Linked DNA regions of Zea mays: region 2 is linked to region 1. A link is a contact called in public Hi-C data. All regions are on one chromosome and are shown on one strand. The core of a region is the stretch at or near the end of the contact, and the rest is flanking DNA. Distances in the headings are between cores, read along the strand shown.

Region 1 (3,499 bases), core at 558-3,057:
ATGGTTTTCTGAGATTTAGCAAAGCCTAAATGTGTATTTCAGCTGCTCATCAACTCATCAAACAACGAGACACTGAAGTTAATTTGAAAAAGGGAAAAAAGGTTCACATCATCATCTGGACAGTTTAGGCTATTCAGGGGGGAAAATTGGTAGACATTGTCTTCTCAGATTATTTTTTCCCTATATGTACAAATGGCCTTGACCATATTTTGGGTTTCATCATTCCAGAAACCCCTTTCTTAGGGTATAAGTTTTATGTGTGGGGGTTTACGGTTTAGGGTTTAATCCCCTTCTTATGTAGTGCAATTTTCAGATGCGGAAGCAGGTCTTCCTACAGCTCCTGCTTCAAAATAGCTTGCTTTATATTTTGTAGAATTCATCAGAAGAATAGGAGTATAAGCATTATGTTTTCATTAAAAGAATATGAGTGTTATCATTATGTTTTCTAGATGGGATTAATATTGTACTTGCCAATTGTTTGTATCAGCAATCTTGTCCTTTCTTGGTGATACCGGTACGCGCAAGAATTATCATCTACCCACCATCTATCCAAGGAGGTAATTACATTTTGCCTTCCCTACAAATTTGCGTACAAATCAATTTGTTCCATATGAGAATGATGGTTCTTCTGCAATGTTCTATATGTCTTCCCTACTAATTCAATTGCCTACAATATTGCAAATGGATCTTCTATCATGTTTCATATGTCTTTCCCTACTAATTCAACTGCCTACAAACTATGGCTTAGCTCACAGAGACCATCTACCATGTGTTTATTGAACATTCTACTTGCTCCCTTGACCTCTTTTGGTCATACCATAGGGTGGTTTTTGTACTGGTCCTCTTGGATCTTAAATTCCCCTCTTCTTATTACAAAGATGTGCAGCTCTCCTGCATTTTTTCGAGAGAGAAAAAATGGTTCATGACGGCTTGTGTGTATGTTATTTGCTTTCCCTGCTAATACAACTGCCTATAATTTTGCATAGAAATTAATTTGTTTAATATGCAAACAGTTCTTGCAATGACCTTAGAGAAGACTACATATTGACTTAACACCTGGAAGCACACTGTTGCTAAGTGTTGATGTATGGTGGTTGAATGCTACTTAGTATGTATTGTAGTCTAAATTCACTCTACAACTGGTATCAACTATTAGGGAAAAACAATATTATCTACTTATATTTTGGTTTCTTGCATACGCATTGTATACTCATATCATGTTTAAATTTGTTTTACATATCTGGGTACTCACACCAAATCCTTAAGCCATATATGGTCACGCGCGCCCAGGAGCGCGCTAAACACTAGTATATATCTGACAACAATTGCGTTTGTAGCTGCGCGCGTATGCATATATCAGCATAGGGCCCTGCTAAAATGCTACCAGCAGGCAGTAGCAGTAGCTAAGGCTATCCGCAGCGGTTCTCCCTAAATTTCTTCATCTATATCACTTTTTTACGTCACATTATCAACATTTCACCCCCTATTTTTTCATCTCCCGCAGCGGTTCCCCCTAAATACTCCCCCTATATCCCACTACAACTATAAAATATCATTTTCTATACATACTTTTCATCTACTATAAATTTTCATCTACTAACAATTGGAAGTGAGCACACGTGAATAGTATTTAGAGGGCAACTGCATGCACGCTAGAACGAGAGAGAGAAGCAGACCTCCCCATAGGGTGCCTGGCAGGGGGCGCCGCTGCGGTAACGCGGGCTCCCTGTAGCCACCATGCATGCTAGAGGGCTAAGGGAAGGGGGCTTCGTGCAGCAGGCGCTGCGGATAGTCTAACTCGACAGTAATTTAGATATGCGCTGACGTGTACGACGCTGCACGAACAGATGCTAGCTTCATTTGTGGTAGATGATCGAACTGAACAGAGTGCCGTCGTTAATTAAGATTCGTGTGGATACGAATGAATCGATGTTCCATTCCAGGAGAAAGGTAGCCGTCCAGGTGAGAGGGGGCGGCACAGCAGGGTACCTAGGATCTGATCCAAGTGGTGGCGGAATAAACAACAGTGCCGGCACTTCCACGGAAGCGATCGACATCCCTTCCAGCTGCTAATTAACTGCGCCGGCGCTAATGAGTGGTACGGTGCAGCAAATTATTCTACTATGCGCGGGTTGTTCGATCGATGCATCGTTCTAAACGTAACTGTCAGCGGTGCAGCTCGTAGTTAGTTATCCTCTCAGCACCAAATTAAGCTAACCTATGCACATCAAAAAGGAGACATTTGGCGACACTCGGTTCCTTTTCTGTTGGTTCACAAATTATACAAATTAAGGCAGCACACACAAAACGACGGCGTACGTACGTACTATGTGGGTGGTTCCTAAGATAGGACAAGGTCCCAATTAAACTGTTGGCCAGAAGGGAGACTTAATTACAAGCAATATAAGAGTCGATCGTCCAGCCTTGTGAACTCTAATTAAAGACAGAACTTTGCGTAAACGAACTCAGGCGGTAATTAAGCTGGTCCTCATCCCACTCCCCCGGCCTTTCGGCATACGCAGCTCCTCCTAGATAACCCAAATTAAACCGTGCACACATACGTACGGCCGCGCCATGTGATCTCCGAACTATAGCTACACATGTGCTTCCTTCTCATTGGTATATAAATAAACAAACACGGGCACTACGTTCCCAGTGCCTGATGATTGAACGGGTCGTACCGTCAAATTTGTTGCGAGTCCGCGAAAGCCCAGTCCAGCTCGTAGCATGCCGCATGCGCTAAAACAACTGAGAACGAGAACAAAACCGTATGCGACGACGACTTCCGCGGGACGCACAAGCGAGTCAGTGGTTCGTTCCATGCCCATGCCCAGGGTCAATGCGCGTGGGGCCCGACCCACCGACCACGATCTCGTCCCCGCCACACACAACGGCGTCGTCCTCCTTTTTATTTTCCTCTTCCCCCCGGCGAGCAGCAAAAAATCGGCCCCCGCCTTTTTTGGCCCGGTGCTCGCGAGCACGCGACCTTTATAAACGCGCGAGCCCCGCCTCCTCCGAATCAGAACCGCGCGCCCCATTGGCTGGCGCACGCACGACCGGTCGGTCGCCCGCCCGCTCCCCGCTTCCTTGGCGAAGCCGCTGCCTCGCTCCCGGTTTTCCCACGCGCGGCTTCAAGCTCCTCGGTGCAGTTCGCAGCGGGCGGCCGGGCGGGACAGCACGACACTCCACATAGACACACACACACACACAGAGATTGCAGCTCGGCACGTTGGAAGAGGGCAGGGATGGAGCCGGTGGGCGGGGACGGCGGTGGCGGCCGCGGCCGCGGCCGCGGGAGGAGCTGGAAGGGGAAGGGCGTGAGCTCGGGCTCCGCCGCGGGGAGGCAGCTGGCGCCAGTTTTAGAAGACGCGCCGGCGGCCGCATTGCTCCGGCCCCTGAAGAAGATCCGCAGCCCGGACCGCCGCCTCAACCGCTCCCTGTCCTCGCTCTCGCCGGCTCCTCCTTCCCCTGACTCGTCCTCTGCTTTCAACCCCACGCC
Region 2 (3,499 bases), core at 320-2,819, 56 kb before region 1:
ACTCTCAACTAATCCTCGTTGGACCATCTGTTGAAGGTGTGGCTCTCCCTTGATCTGCACAATGATTAAGTGCTCTCTACAAGTTATGTTTTTATCGTATAGTTACTCTAAGGACCCGTTTGGATCTTGGAATTGAATTTCATTCATATCAATTAAGCTAACATAATTTTATGCGGAAAATATTAGCGTGTTATGGCTCCCATATGGGAGAGATGTCTATGTACTACATTTCTAGTATAGGAGAGTGAGTCGAAGAACATGTTATAAATTGCAGAGCAGAAACGTAGCATAGAAACATGGTATATAGAGACACATAAAAAACCAATTTCCATCCCTCAACCCTATAAATTTGAACTTTCGAAAGCGGTGAAATATCAAATCCCAAGCCAAATAGCCGACTCTATTAAGGCCTCATTTGAAACGCAGAGATTTCACAAGAATCATATAGAAATTTCACAGCATTCAGTTCATTTTCACAGAAAAAAACACAGGAAACAGATTTTTTCCCCTTAATCCAAAGGAGACCTAAGCATATTCTAATTCCTCCAAAACGAAGGGATCTAAACGCCACTAATTTAATTAGGGGGGGTGCTGGATTGATATATTCTACCGTGAACTGATTTTTATCGTCTCCCATGCTAAAACAAGAACAAATAGTTATATTTTGGTAATTGTGATGATATCTTAACCAAAAGTAGGCAGATGTTCAGTTTCATTTAAGTAATTCATCTTGTGGGTTTTGAATGCAACACACGATTATATATACGTTTGAAAGTTGGTAAATCACATACCTCTATTTTTTTGTACTTTATTTTGAACCGACAAGTAATTAACATCCGTTTGTTCTAGAACCGAATAACTTGTTCTTTTGCTTCTAGTTCATCTTTAATTCTAGACATACGAAGGAGGATAGGAAATGTATGGTACGTACGTTTTAATGTTCGTCGTGTCCGAACAGCAGAATTGTTACACGATTTCTAGAGACTGTATTTCCAATTACGTACATGTATAAAGGTAATAAACTTTGTACGGGCGTGACTAATGACTTGGCTCAAACAAACAAACAAAAAAGAATATTCAATTCCATCCACTGGTCTGCTTATGCAATATTGCGATGCGATGCGCCCGCACGTTCTACGACCTGAATTCTGTACCTTTTTTGACCACGGTAGTAGCCAGGGACAGGGAATAATGGATCTGTTCTGTCTGTGACGAGATTATCTAGTAGGGAACCCCTTTCGGCCATCGGCATGGAACTTTCTGGAACCCGGCCGGATAGTTCGCGCACTAGCTAGCTAGCCCCTAGCCAGCCGGCGAGTAGCTAGAGCGAGCTAGCGATCCATCGAACGCTTGACGGAGTGCTGCTGCTGCTGTAGCAGTTGATGCCCTTTTTTTTCCTTCTTCACGGGGATGCTGGTGCTCGCGGTAGACATCATCGTCGCCACCAGCACATCACAGTCACAGCCTCTTCCAAACTTTCACTTTGCGTGCCAGTTGGCACGGCAGGGTGGGTCGACATGATTAATTAGCGAGTACGTAGCGTGTACAGGTGCGCATGCACGTGTCGACCCGCCACGCGGCCCGCGGGCTGTGATGCTTGACGTCGGGGAAAAGTCTCCGCTCTCCGCCGCGCCGCGCCATCACGTCCGACGCGGAAGTCAGCCCGCGGCCCCCACCCTCTCGAGTCGAGCTCGAGCGGACGACCCCGTCCGTCCGCGTCGTCGTCGTCGCGATCAGGGGAGTTTGGAGAGGGTGCGGCGGTGGGTGGGTGGGGCTGGGCGGCGGCACATCGTCACGTGGTGGTCGCCGGGCGGCGGTGGCGGGCCTGCTGTGTCGTGGACTCTTGGTTAGAATAGAATAATGCATGGCGCGCCGGGTGCCGTGCCGTTTCCGGATCATGCGCGCGTGCCGAAAGCGAGGGCGTGCTGAGACGGACGGACCACGGGATGAGCTCTCCGGATATTTGTCACCGAGCGTGGCGCGCCCAAAAAGGCGTGACCAAGCAAGCAGTGTCGAATTCGGGGAAACAAACATGTTTCACGTACGGTGGAGTACTTCATTTACGTGCATCGCTTTCTATTTTATTTGCACCTGTAGTATATATACTGTTCAGTGTACGTGCTCGGCCTCGGCTGCACTGCTGGCTGCAGCGAGTACGTACTACTAGTTGTGCACTCTTTAATAAATTTTTTTAAGGAAACTCTCTTTATCTAGTCGTTATAGTCATTTTTTAAACTTAAGGCCAAACCCTTATTTCCATTTATTTATCAAACGGAAATATAACTATACAAGAGTTACCAGCTAGCAGCCAGCAGGTAACTTTGAGGGAAACTACCAGAAGCCTCACTACACGACGGTTGATCTTTAGCGATCCTTATTAGGGACCGACGGTTGGTCGCTAAAAGTTATGAACCGACGGTTGGTCGCTAAATGCGTTTATAGCGACGGTCTGTGGGTCGCTAAAAGTCTAGAAATTTAACGACTTATGGTCGGACGCTATAAAGGTAAGTGTGTGACTGATGGTGGGTCGCTATAGTGGTACGTGATTTTTGTGTTTCTTATTTACTCACCAAAGCCCATCTAAAGGCCTACTAAACAAACCAAACCCTATTCCACGTGCGCAGCCGCCGTCACTTCTCCCATGGCCGCCCCCTCCCTCAGCCGTGGCGGGTGCCGCCGCCACCTCACCCTTGGTGCTCGTCGAGATCGCCCTCAGCCCTGTCGTGCCCCTGCGCTCGGTCCTCGTTGAAGTCACGCCTGGGAGCAGGTTGCTGTTTCTCCTCCCATGGACTCCTCTCCTCCATCTCTTCATCTCCCTCACGCAAGCTTCCTCCCTCTGTTTATGGCGCCTGCAGCAGGGAGTCCTCCATCCCCTCTCCATCTTCTCCCCATGGTGAGCTCGCCCTAGCCCTACAGTTTTTTTTATTTTCCTGCAGCTCGCCCCCTCCCTCAGCTGTGGCGGGTGCCGCCGCCACCTCACCCTTGGTGCTCGTCGAGATCGCCCTCAGCCCTGTCGTGCCCCTGCGCTCGGTCCTCGTTGAAGTCACGCCTGGGAGCAGGTTGCTGTTTCTCCTCCCATGGACTCCTCTCCTCCATCTCTTCATCTCCCTCACGCAAGCTTCCTGCCTCTGTTTATGGCGCCTGCAGCAGGGAGTCCTCCATCCCCTCTCCATCTTCTCCCCATGGTGAGCTCGCCCTAGCCCTACAGTTTTTTTTATTTTCCTGCAGCTCGCCCCCTCCAGTCATGGATATAATGAGCCTAAACTCCCATACGGTGGGAGCAGCATTTTCAGAAGTGTGTGAGCCTACCTGCCGGAAATTAGGCATCTTGTCCAACACAAGACGTCCATGTACGTACATTTTCATTTTTCATTTTGTAGTATCATCGACCGTTACTCTATAGTTTGGCCAGAGGACTTTTAATTCGTAATCACTGTTGAGATTTGCAAATTGCAGTTGCTTACTATTTTCTCCATATGTTGATGTGTTCGTAATCAAA

What was found. Hi-C and Micro-C count contacts between places; a contact is called where the count stands out from the background.
Region 2: a Hi-C map of bundle sheath shows a contact between it and region 1, with 6 times the contacts expected there. The contact joins the enhancer-like site here to the promoter of LOC109939235 in region 1. A contact is called at or near these places in 12 of 25 Hi-C or Micro-C datasets (bundle sheath, ear, endosperm and 5 more).

Annotation. Positions count from the first base shown.
Region 1 is chr4:151,491,946-151,495,444 of Zm-B73-REFERENCE-NAM-5.0, reverse strand. LOC109939235 (ethylene-responsive transcription factor ERF053) reads left to right here and starts at 1,807. Exons shown (of 1, transcript XM_020552642.2): 1 at 1,807-3,499. The coding sequence starts at 3,246. It also overlaps LOC103653830.
Region 2 is chr4:151,547,836-151,551,334 of Zm-B73-REFERENCE-NAM-5.0, reverse strand. No RefSeq gene overlaps it. Among protein-coding and RNA genes, the nearest start is that of LOC109939235, 56 kb to the right of the region's middle. Within about 2 kb of position 1,569, at least 19 of the 20 cell types and tissues checked have an H3K27ac peak or open chromatin away from gene starts, as enhancers often do. A contact at or near this core is called in bundle sheath, ear, endosperm and 4 more, where this site is marked.